Linked DNA regions of Danio rerio: region 1 is linked to region 2. The links are chromatin contacts, called in public Micro-C maps. All regions are on one chromosome and are shown on one strand. Each heading gives the region's core, a stretch centred on a gene start, on an enhancer-like site or on the middle of the called end of the contact. The rest is flanking DNA. Distances are from core to core; before and after follow the strand shown.

What was found. Hi-C and Micro-C count contacts between places; a contact is called where the count stands out from the background.
Region 1: a contact with region 2 is called in a Micro-C map of caudal fin, with 5 times the contacts expected there. The contact joins the promoter of reep6 here to the promoter of thop1 in region 2. A contact is called at or near these places in 3 of 18 Hi-C or Micro-C datasets (caudal fin, hematopoietic stem cells and an unstated tissue) and 2 of 4 datasets of contacts at active chromatin or transcription factors (caudal fin and embryo).

The regions. Positions count from the first base shown.
Region 1 is chr11:7,349,915-7,354,490 of GRCz12tu, forward strand. reep6 (receptor accessory protein 6) reads left to right here and starts at 2,027. Exons shown (of 7, transcript NM_001004656.2): 1 at 2,027-2,231; 2 at 4,402-4,495. The coding sequence starts at 2,105. zgc:113223 reads right to left here and starts at 1,758. Exons shown (of 8, transcript NM_001013551.1): 1 at 1,539-1,758; 2 at 1,257-1,314. The coding sequence starts at 1,613.
Region 2 is chr11:7,272,662-7,277,257 of GRCz12tu, forward strand. It overlaps thop1 (thimet oligopeptidase 1), which reads left to right and starts at 2,506. Exons shown (of 13, transcript NM_001002355.1): 1 at 2,506-2,550. The coding sequence starts at 2,538.

The DNA of each region.
Region 1 (4,576 bases), core at 777-3,276, 77 kb after region 2:
TTTGTACTGTATTTTGATTAAATAAATGCAGTCTGATTGGCTTTGTTTATCCTGCATATTTCTCGTGAGTTCTTTATTATGTTGAGTTTGATTGCTGTAAGTTGTCTTAACTGCCATATCATTTACATGATATTTACATTTTTTAGTATCAAAGCCATAGAAAGTCCTGGTAAGGAGGATGACACGCAGTGGCTCACGTACTGGGTAATCTACGGCTTCTTCAGCGTGGGTGAATTCTTCTCGGATATCTTTCTTCACTGGTTTCCATTCTACTATGTATGTAAGGTAAGTTCAGCAATGCCAGATGCTTATTAGAAGTAATATCTGTTATTAGAGGATCAATTATTACCAGCTTTTTTTCTGCTAATTGGCACAAAGACATTTTTTGTCACTCATCATGACCCAAGTAAGATGAGAGGTTAAATGGTTGTTTGGAAAGCTGTTTAACTAAAGACGGCTTTGTGTTTGGTTGTTATCTGCTGGTTTGTGCATATTAATAGTCAAGATCAGAGCATAAGTATGGTATAGCACAGCAAATATTGATATCAGCCAATCTATGCAGATACCAACTAAATGCTTTTTTCTTTATTTAAGTAAAGAACTGTCTACAACCAAATTTAGTATGACATTTATTTATTTTTTACTATTTTGGTCATTGTTTTTATAATCACTATTTGTTTTATTACAAATTTATAGCCCATCACTGAATCTGCTTATTTAATTAATTATTTATTTATTTATAAAGTTAAATAGTTAAACATTGATTAAAATGTTAAATAACTGTTTGCTTATTGTATATAGTTTCAAATTAAATTATTACTCTAGTCATTATTGTTTTTTACAATTACCATTAATAATAATAATATTAATGATAATAATAACAATAATAAATCATATTAGAGTGATTTCTGAAGGATCATGTGACTCTGAAGAGTGGAGTAATGAAGCTGAAAATTAATCTTAAAAAGCACTTGAATAAATGATTAAATTAAATTATAAACTACTTTTAAACAGTTATTTAACAGTACAAAAGCATTTTACAATTTGTACTGTATTGTGATTAAATAAATGCAGTCTTGGCGAGCAGGAGAAGCTTATTTTAAAACATTTAAAAATCACACTGACCCCAAAATTTTGACCTGTTGTGTATATCATTTCTGATATTGTAATCATAATGTAGGCTAATGTGATTTCACTATGTGTTTGTTTCAAATTTCATTAAAGCAACTGAATGAATGAATATGATAATGAAATACCTGACTCTTTGGCAATTTTTGCATAGATCCCAACAGCAATTAGACCAGCACTGAACACCTTAAACACAACAGCAACAACAATCTGCTCAAAACAAACACATACAGGATACATTCCAGAAGTATGAAACAGAAAGACTCAGGATTTGGACTTTTGCTAGCAACACAAGGCACAACGTTAAATCATACATAACATAAAGTCCTAGCATATGAATATATTTCACATTTAAATAAAATATATTAATAAAATCTCTTCATTACAACGATCACAAGAAATGAACTTACCCAGAATACGTAGCAGCACACAAATAACGTGTACTTCACGGCTCTGAAAGATTTCTTATTCCTTTTGGTTTTCATTTCTTTGTCCTTAAATTAAAAACTAAAAAGCAGCTTTAAATAATTCACAGCTAATGTTAGCAGTTTTTTGCAGTTATCGCCTAAGTTTCGCCATAACGACGTGTAATTGCTTGTCTGCTCCAGGTATTCACATACCTGTGTGTCTATGTTAATACAAGTTGAGCAGCGACCCCTAATGGTAGCAACTGTTTATTACTCAAACGTATCAATGTCATTTGCAGCCTTAAAACCATATATAAGCGATTTCTTAAGCATTTGCTGTTTTATTTGAATTATTTTTACGCGTTAAAGAAGAGATGATACGGTTTTCCAACTTGAATAATCACAGTATTTCTGCTGTCAGTCATGAGTCTTGATCCTCCCCACAGACACGTCACTGTAGTCTGACAGTAAGCGGATTGAGTCTCTTCAGTCAGCGAAACTATCCTAGACAACTAATTAAACCCCATTCATGTTCTTCGTATAACGACACGAGTTTCTTTTAAGTCATCATGTTTGCCATATTTACAAAGATTAAGGACCGCGTCGAGGCTTTTTTAAACGAGAAGAATATTGTCACCGACTGTCTCAATAAAATTGAAGAAAAAACTGGTATCAAGAAACGTTACTTAGCGTACGGTAAGTCTTAATTTATTGTAAAAACTTGTTCATATCTTGTAGAAAATGTGATAGAGTAGGGTAGTCTACCCATTGTCATAAACAATAGTTAACGTATCTTTAAGCAACAGGTGGACGGGTCAGCCGAGGCTCTGTTTCCATGTTACGCCATTGCAATGTAAATTCAGATTCTTATAAAATCATAATTGTTTACATCAAAATGTAAGTTTAACATTGATTTTTTCCATGTGTGATATAATTTTTTACTATTCTCATGACAAACATAACAGAATATATATATACTTACCTTTCATCGTATGTTCCTGTTGAAAAAAAATTAATATTTTAAAGAAAAACATCAATGTTTGAAAAGACTTGAGGTAAATTTATTGAATACATGAATAACTTGGATGTTACATTGACTGAAAATACTTATAGAAAAGTATGACTTCATTGCTTTAATCTTTTATTTGTCCTCATTGTTTGTTAATTGTTTATTTCCCTTATTTTATACATCAGCTGTTCTGTCTTGTGACTGTGAGGGTGGGATTGTGGTGGAGGGTGGTTAGAAAAGAATGTTTACATGTATAGCGAAATGATCTGTAAATTGATGTGAAAATATTAAATAAATTGATAAAACATGAACTTTAGACAAATTATTTATTTTATTGGGTAAATATTTTATTCACAAATTTTCTTAATCCTTACCTAATTTGCAGAATTTTCCTTGTGACTTGAATTGTTTCTGTACTCTGTTTTTATATTTTATTTTACTATGTTTTATTTTCTTTAATTTCTTTTTTCCTTGTTTATTATTGTACTTGATTGAGTGTTATGGTTATTAATGTGATTGTATTGTTAAAACACTCTTTTAAAAATCATAAATGAAAACGGCTAAAGCAGGGACAACATAGCTAAAAATATTTGGATCAAATTTGTTGATGACATTTGTTTTTAAAATAAATAAATGTACACATGAATATTGAAAATAAATAAATTGTTTTCTTTGCCCTGAAAGTGAAATAGCAAAACATAGGAAAAAATGAGAAAGAAAGAAAAATTCAGATTGCTTTTAGAAGTTTCATATATACAGTAGTCAACATTTCAAGAGGATCAAAACATTTCTTCCAAGGTGTCCAAAAACTATTCAACAACACTCATCCTTTTTATAGGACCAGGGACAGATTTATTGATTTGGGGGTCTTAAGCAATTCGAGCAGTCCTAAACTGCACCGTTTAATTAATTAATTAATTAATTAATTAATTAATTAATTAATTCATTCATTCATTCATTCATTCATTCATTCATTCATTCATTCATTCATTCATTAATTAATTAATTAATTAATTAATTAATTAATTCATTCATTCATTCATTCATTCATTCATTCATTCATTCATTCATTCCTTTTTTTCTGGCTTATAGTCCCTTTATTCATCCGGGTTCACCACAGCGGAATGAACTGCCAACTTATCCAGTATGTGTTTTAGACAGCAGATGCCCTTTCAGCTGCAACCCAGTGCAGGGAAACACCCATACACTTTCACATGCTCCATTTGTACTTTTTTTTCTATTTATTTCTATTTGTGTTTTTTTCTCTCTCCTTTTCTACATTTTATCTTAATGCACTCTCTATGTTGTTATTTTTAAAACTAAATCTCTACCTGATTTGAATGCTAAATTGCTCTATGATTGGGGATGGGGGACACATTTGCATAGAGGTAATTATTAACAATAAAATTGTATTTGTTAGACCCTCGCCATACAAAATATGATAGAAAACTATGCTTTATATAATTTATAATTTATAGGTATAATTTATACTTTTAGGCATTTCAGGCATAGCAGTCACTTACCTTGATTATTGGTTAAATCCGCCCCTGCTTAGGACAATTTTAAAATGGAATAGTTTCAGAACGACTTTGATGAAAGGTTTTGATCCACCTCAAATGTTGACTACTGTTTACTGCATGTAAGAGTATAATTTTGTAATAGAACGTAGAATATTGCACACAGTAGCTACTATTTTAGACAGATGTATTACTGTGGTTTCATAACTGTTTTAAAAAAGTATCCCTATGATTACAAAGTTATATAGTAGGCCTAATTACTTTTCTCCTGATTACACTATTAATACATTGTTTAGTTGTATTTAGAAGGATGTTCTTGTTGCTTCTTTACTCCCAACAGGTGCTGCAGGTGTGACTGGAGCATTTTTATTATTAGGATACGGCGCTTCTCTGATCTGTAATCTGATTGGCTTTGTTTATCCTGCATATTTCTCGTGAGTTCTTTATTATGTTGAGTTTGATTGCTGTAACTTGTCTTAACTGCCATATCATTTACAAGATATTTACATTTTTTA
Region 2 (4,596 bases), core at 1,256-3,755:
TGCTCAATCATATACACATTTTTCTCATTTTTGGTTGGAGCAATGTTTTCAGCAAAAACAGTTAAATATGGTGAAATAAACTGCGGACACTGAATGCTGAGAATAAATATACAATATAATTTTTACTTACATTTTTATCAAATCAATGCGGCTTTCTTTTAAAGTAAATTCTTTTTAAATATCCAGTGAGCGGCAGTTCTGTGTGCGCAAATGCCTTGTTAAAGCCAGAGGTCGGAGGAGAATGGCCAGACTGGTTTGAGCTGTTAGAAAGGCAACAGTAACTCAAGTAACCACTCGTTACAACCGAGGTATACAAAAAGGCATCTCTGAACGCACAACACTACATGTAATGGTGTCGGGGATATTTTCTTGGCACACTTTTGGCCTATATAGTACGCGCATTGTGTCAACGCCACAGCCTACCTGCAATAGCATCTGCTACCTGAGTATTGTTGCTGACCATGTGATGCTATCATGTCAATATGGAGCAAAATCTCTGAGGAATATGTCCAGTACCTTGTTGAATCTATGCCACAAAGGATTAAGGCAGTTCTGAAGGCAAAAGCGGGTCCAACCCAGTACTAGTGAAGTATACCTAATAAAGTGGCCATGACTATATATGTGTGTGTGTGTGTGTGTATGTATGTATATATATGTGTGTGTGTGTGTGTGTGTGTGTGAAGCGTTCCTTCAAGCCTTCCTTTCAGCCCAAGTATCTTTGCACTCATTTAATTTCACCCACGCCATCCAGGCTCCCTGTTGTCGTAAACCAACCATCCTACTATTTTCTGTTTTCTTTGTTTTCTGACAACATTAATAGATTTGTTCATTCATTTTCTTTTCGGCTTAATCCCTTTATTCATCAGGGGTCGCCACAGCAAAATGAACTGGCAACTTATCCAGCATATGTTTTACGCAGCAGATGCCTTTCCAGCTGCAACCTATCACTGGGAAACATCCATACACACTTATTCACACACATACACTATGGCCAATTTAGCTTATTCAATTCCTCTATAGTACATGTCTTTGGACTGTGGGGGGAACCGGAGCACAAAAACAAAACAGTTTGAGTTACTGACATCTATTTGTTAATACAAGTCAGGCCAATGTTGTAGGAGAACGATTTGTCCTGCATTCTGGCCTAACTATAACACAACTTACTAAAACAGATACTGTATTTCCACACACTGCCAGCAGATGGCGCCCGACTTCAAGAGATTTCTCAACGACGCAGTGACTGTTTAGACCACAGGAGTCAAACTCAGTTTCTGGAGGGCCGAAGCTTTGCACAGGTTTAGCTTTAACACTAAACTCCTTATCATAATTGATGCAGGTGTGTTGAGGCAACTTGGAACTAAAATCTGCATGACACCAGCCCTCCAAGACTGAGTTTGGGCAGCCCTGGTTTAGACTAAGGAGTAGATAAGTCTTCAATTGGTTTATACTTTACTCTAGTCAGAGGCAATTTATGGAAGTCAGTTTTTTTCAAGTACACCCTCTTTTAGGTGTTACAAATGAACTTTCTTAATAACTTTGTTACTTTAAATGTATCTGCGCACTTCATTAATTTGTAAAAATGTATTTCATCTTTAATCAAACATCATAAAATAAGTGGTTGCATTCAATTTGTATGAGCGGAATTTAAACAGGTCAAAGCAGTGGCGCAGTAGGTAGTGCTGTCGCCTCGGCAAGAAGGTCGCTGGGTCGATTTTTTTTTTCTTCTGGAGAAAGTCTTAATTGATTCATTTTGACTAGAATAAAAGCAATTTTTTAAATAAAATATATTTTAAACACCATTTAAGGTCAAAATTGTTAGCCCCTTTAAGCTATATTTTTTGGATAGTCTATAAACCATTGTTATACAATAACTTGCCTAATTATCCTAACCTGCCAAGTTAACTTAACCTAGTTAAGCCTTTAAATGTCACTTTAAGCAGTATAGAAGTGTCTTGAAAAATATCTAGTCAAATGTTATTTAAAATATATTCTACTGTTTTTGTATTGTATTTTGCTTGTAGAGTTTACTTCCGTTTTAGTCTTATTTAAGAGTGCTTTTTACTGAATGTACCGAACCGTACAGAAACCGTGCCCTAAAACCAAACCGTGAGAAGAATGTTTTATTGCACCCCTAATAGAGAGTACAGTAAAATAAGACTTTAATACCATAAAAACCACAATACTCTGCCGTATACGGTTACAGTACAACTACAAAAGGCTAAAGTCCCGCTTGCACAGCTGTCATCTAACGTTACTGGAATGAGAGTTGTTACATAAGCTAAATTAATATATTTCACCTATATATTAAAATTCGTGTTTACTTCTCTTTCTTTAGTGAAATACATGTGTTTAGGTTGCAGAGCTTACCGTAAAACCACAAGTTATATTATATTATACATTTCATAAATTCACTGAAGCCTCCAACCAATCAATGAGCTCCCCAGGTGGTCATGTGACCGGAGCAGGAAGAATGAGTGAGCGGTTATTATAGGTGCTTTGAATCGTTGGTACACGCGGTGTTCTGATTGAGTCGAGAAATGGCACCTACAGGTAAGAAATACCTAATTCCAGCGCTTGTATTATGTCGTGAGGATATAAAAACGTAAACCTAACAGTCTTGTTTTTGAGAGAAATTCTTAACATTGTATTTTTGTCTCGTTAGCGTGCTGAGCTAATATACGGCGGGTCAGCTGTGATGTTCGGGTCAGCTGGTGCCGCTCAGCTCAGCTCTGCATCCGCACTCAGAATCTGACATTGAAAACACGAGATTTGCCATTAAGTTTGTCTTCACACCGACCAGGCCTAAAGTTTTATGATGCTAAAGATTCGTTAATCATTACGGTGTCCGCATTTAGAAAACCATTGTCTTGATATTGTGACGCTTTTTATTATTTATGAATCTGCTTTAGCGTCAACATATTTAGACGTCGCGTTGAATCGAGCTCGTTGACCAGGATTTAATAACTCGCTATAAAACGTAACTTATCAAATTTAAAGAAAAACGGGAATGTAAGTCAATTTAACAGTTATTTCATTCGTTTTATGTTCGTTAAACTAGCTTTTAAACTACCACATCCATTTTTTTCTTTGAATATATGCTTGTTTTCATTCATCCTCAGGGCAAGAAGTAACAGCTGATCATGCTTTTAATTTGGTTTTCTTTTGCTTATGCATACTCTCAGGTATGAATGTTCTGCTGTTATATAAAACGCACACACACACACACGTGCAAAATTTTGTATATAAATGTAAATGTCTATAGAAGTATATATTTTAAAATTCATATTTTATAAATTAATGCCTTTATGGACATTTTTGATATTTTTAAAACAAATTAAAACATTTATAAATTTATTTTTCATTCATTTAAATAAGGTATTTAAATCCATTAAAATAAATTGCCTACTTATTTTGTAAGATAATACAATAAAGTAAAATTGAAAGAAACACTTTACTTGATCTATGATATGTCTATAGCAAGCTGACTAATAAAAATGTTTATGGAAGTTTCTTTGAATGGTTTAAAATGCAATTCTTTTATTGCATATTTTTTATTTTAAATAACATACACGCACTGTTTTCTTGACCCTAAAATACTTTTTTTGACACCGTTTGGTTTGAGGCTTGAATGAAATATCTTTAATTTCAGCATATATTTAAAATAAACTAGAAAATAAAATAGTTTAATTTTACCATATGGATATGCATAGTATAATATTAAGGATGTTGCATATAATCCCTTAAACATGTATCTTATAGTTATTTAGGTGTGAGTATATCATGCTCAGAAGCAGCTTTACAGAAAATAGATAAAACATAAAACAAAATTGCTAGGAAAAATGGCAAACAATGCACTTTTATTTTTAATTAGTGTATTTAAATCCATTAAAATAAATGTCCTAATTATGTTGTAAGAAATTACTATAACGTAACATTGGAAGAAAATCTTTACTTGAAGTCTGAGATGTCTAAAACAAGCTAAATATTTCAAAAGAGCTGTTTTGGAGATGTTTCTGTTACTGTAAACTTTGATAAAATGCATTTTTTTAAAGAAATATTTTTATATTTTAATAACATACGCTTACAATCTGTTTTCTTGACCCTGAAATTCTTTTTCATAAGAATTTGGTTTGAGGTTTATATTAAATGTATAATAAAATAAACTAAAAAAGAAAAGTGGTTTTTTTTTTGGTTTTTTTTTTTTAAACAGTTGAAGTCAGAATTATTAGCCCTGTTTGTTTTTTTCGCCAATTTCTGTTTAACGAAGAGAAGATTATTTCAACACATTTCTAAACATAAGTTTTAAAAACTCATCTCTAATAATAACTGATTTACTTTATATTTGCCTTGAGGACAGTCAATAATATTTGACTAGATATTTTTCAATACGCTTCTATACAGCCCTAAGTGAAATTTAAGGCTTAACTAGGTTAATCAGGTTAACTAGGCAGGTGAGGGTAATTAGCTTGTGATCGGTTCATGAGATCCAGATCATTAAGCAGGTCGCACACCAGAAGCGCCGCTCAGCGGCGCGCAGCGCCACGCAGCGCCATGTATTTTAGAATTCTAAACATAGGTTTCAATCAGGATACACAC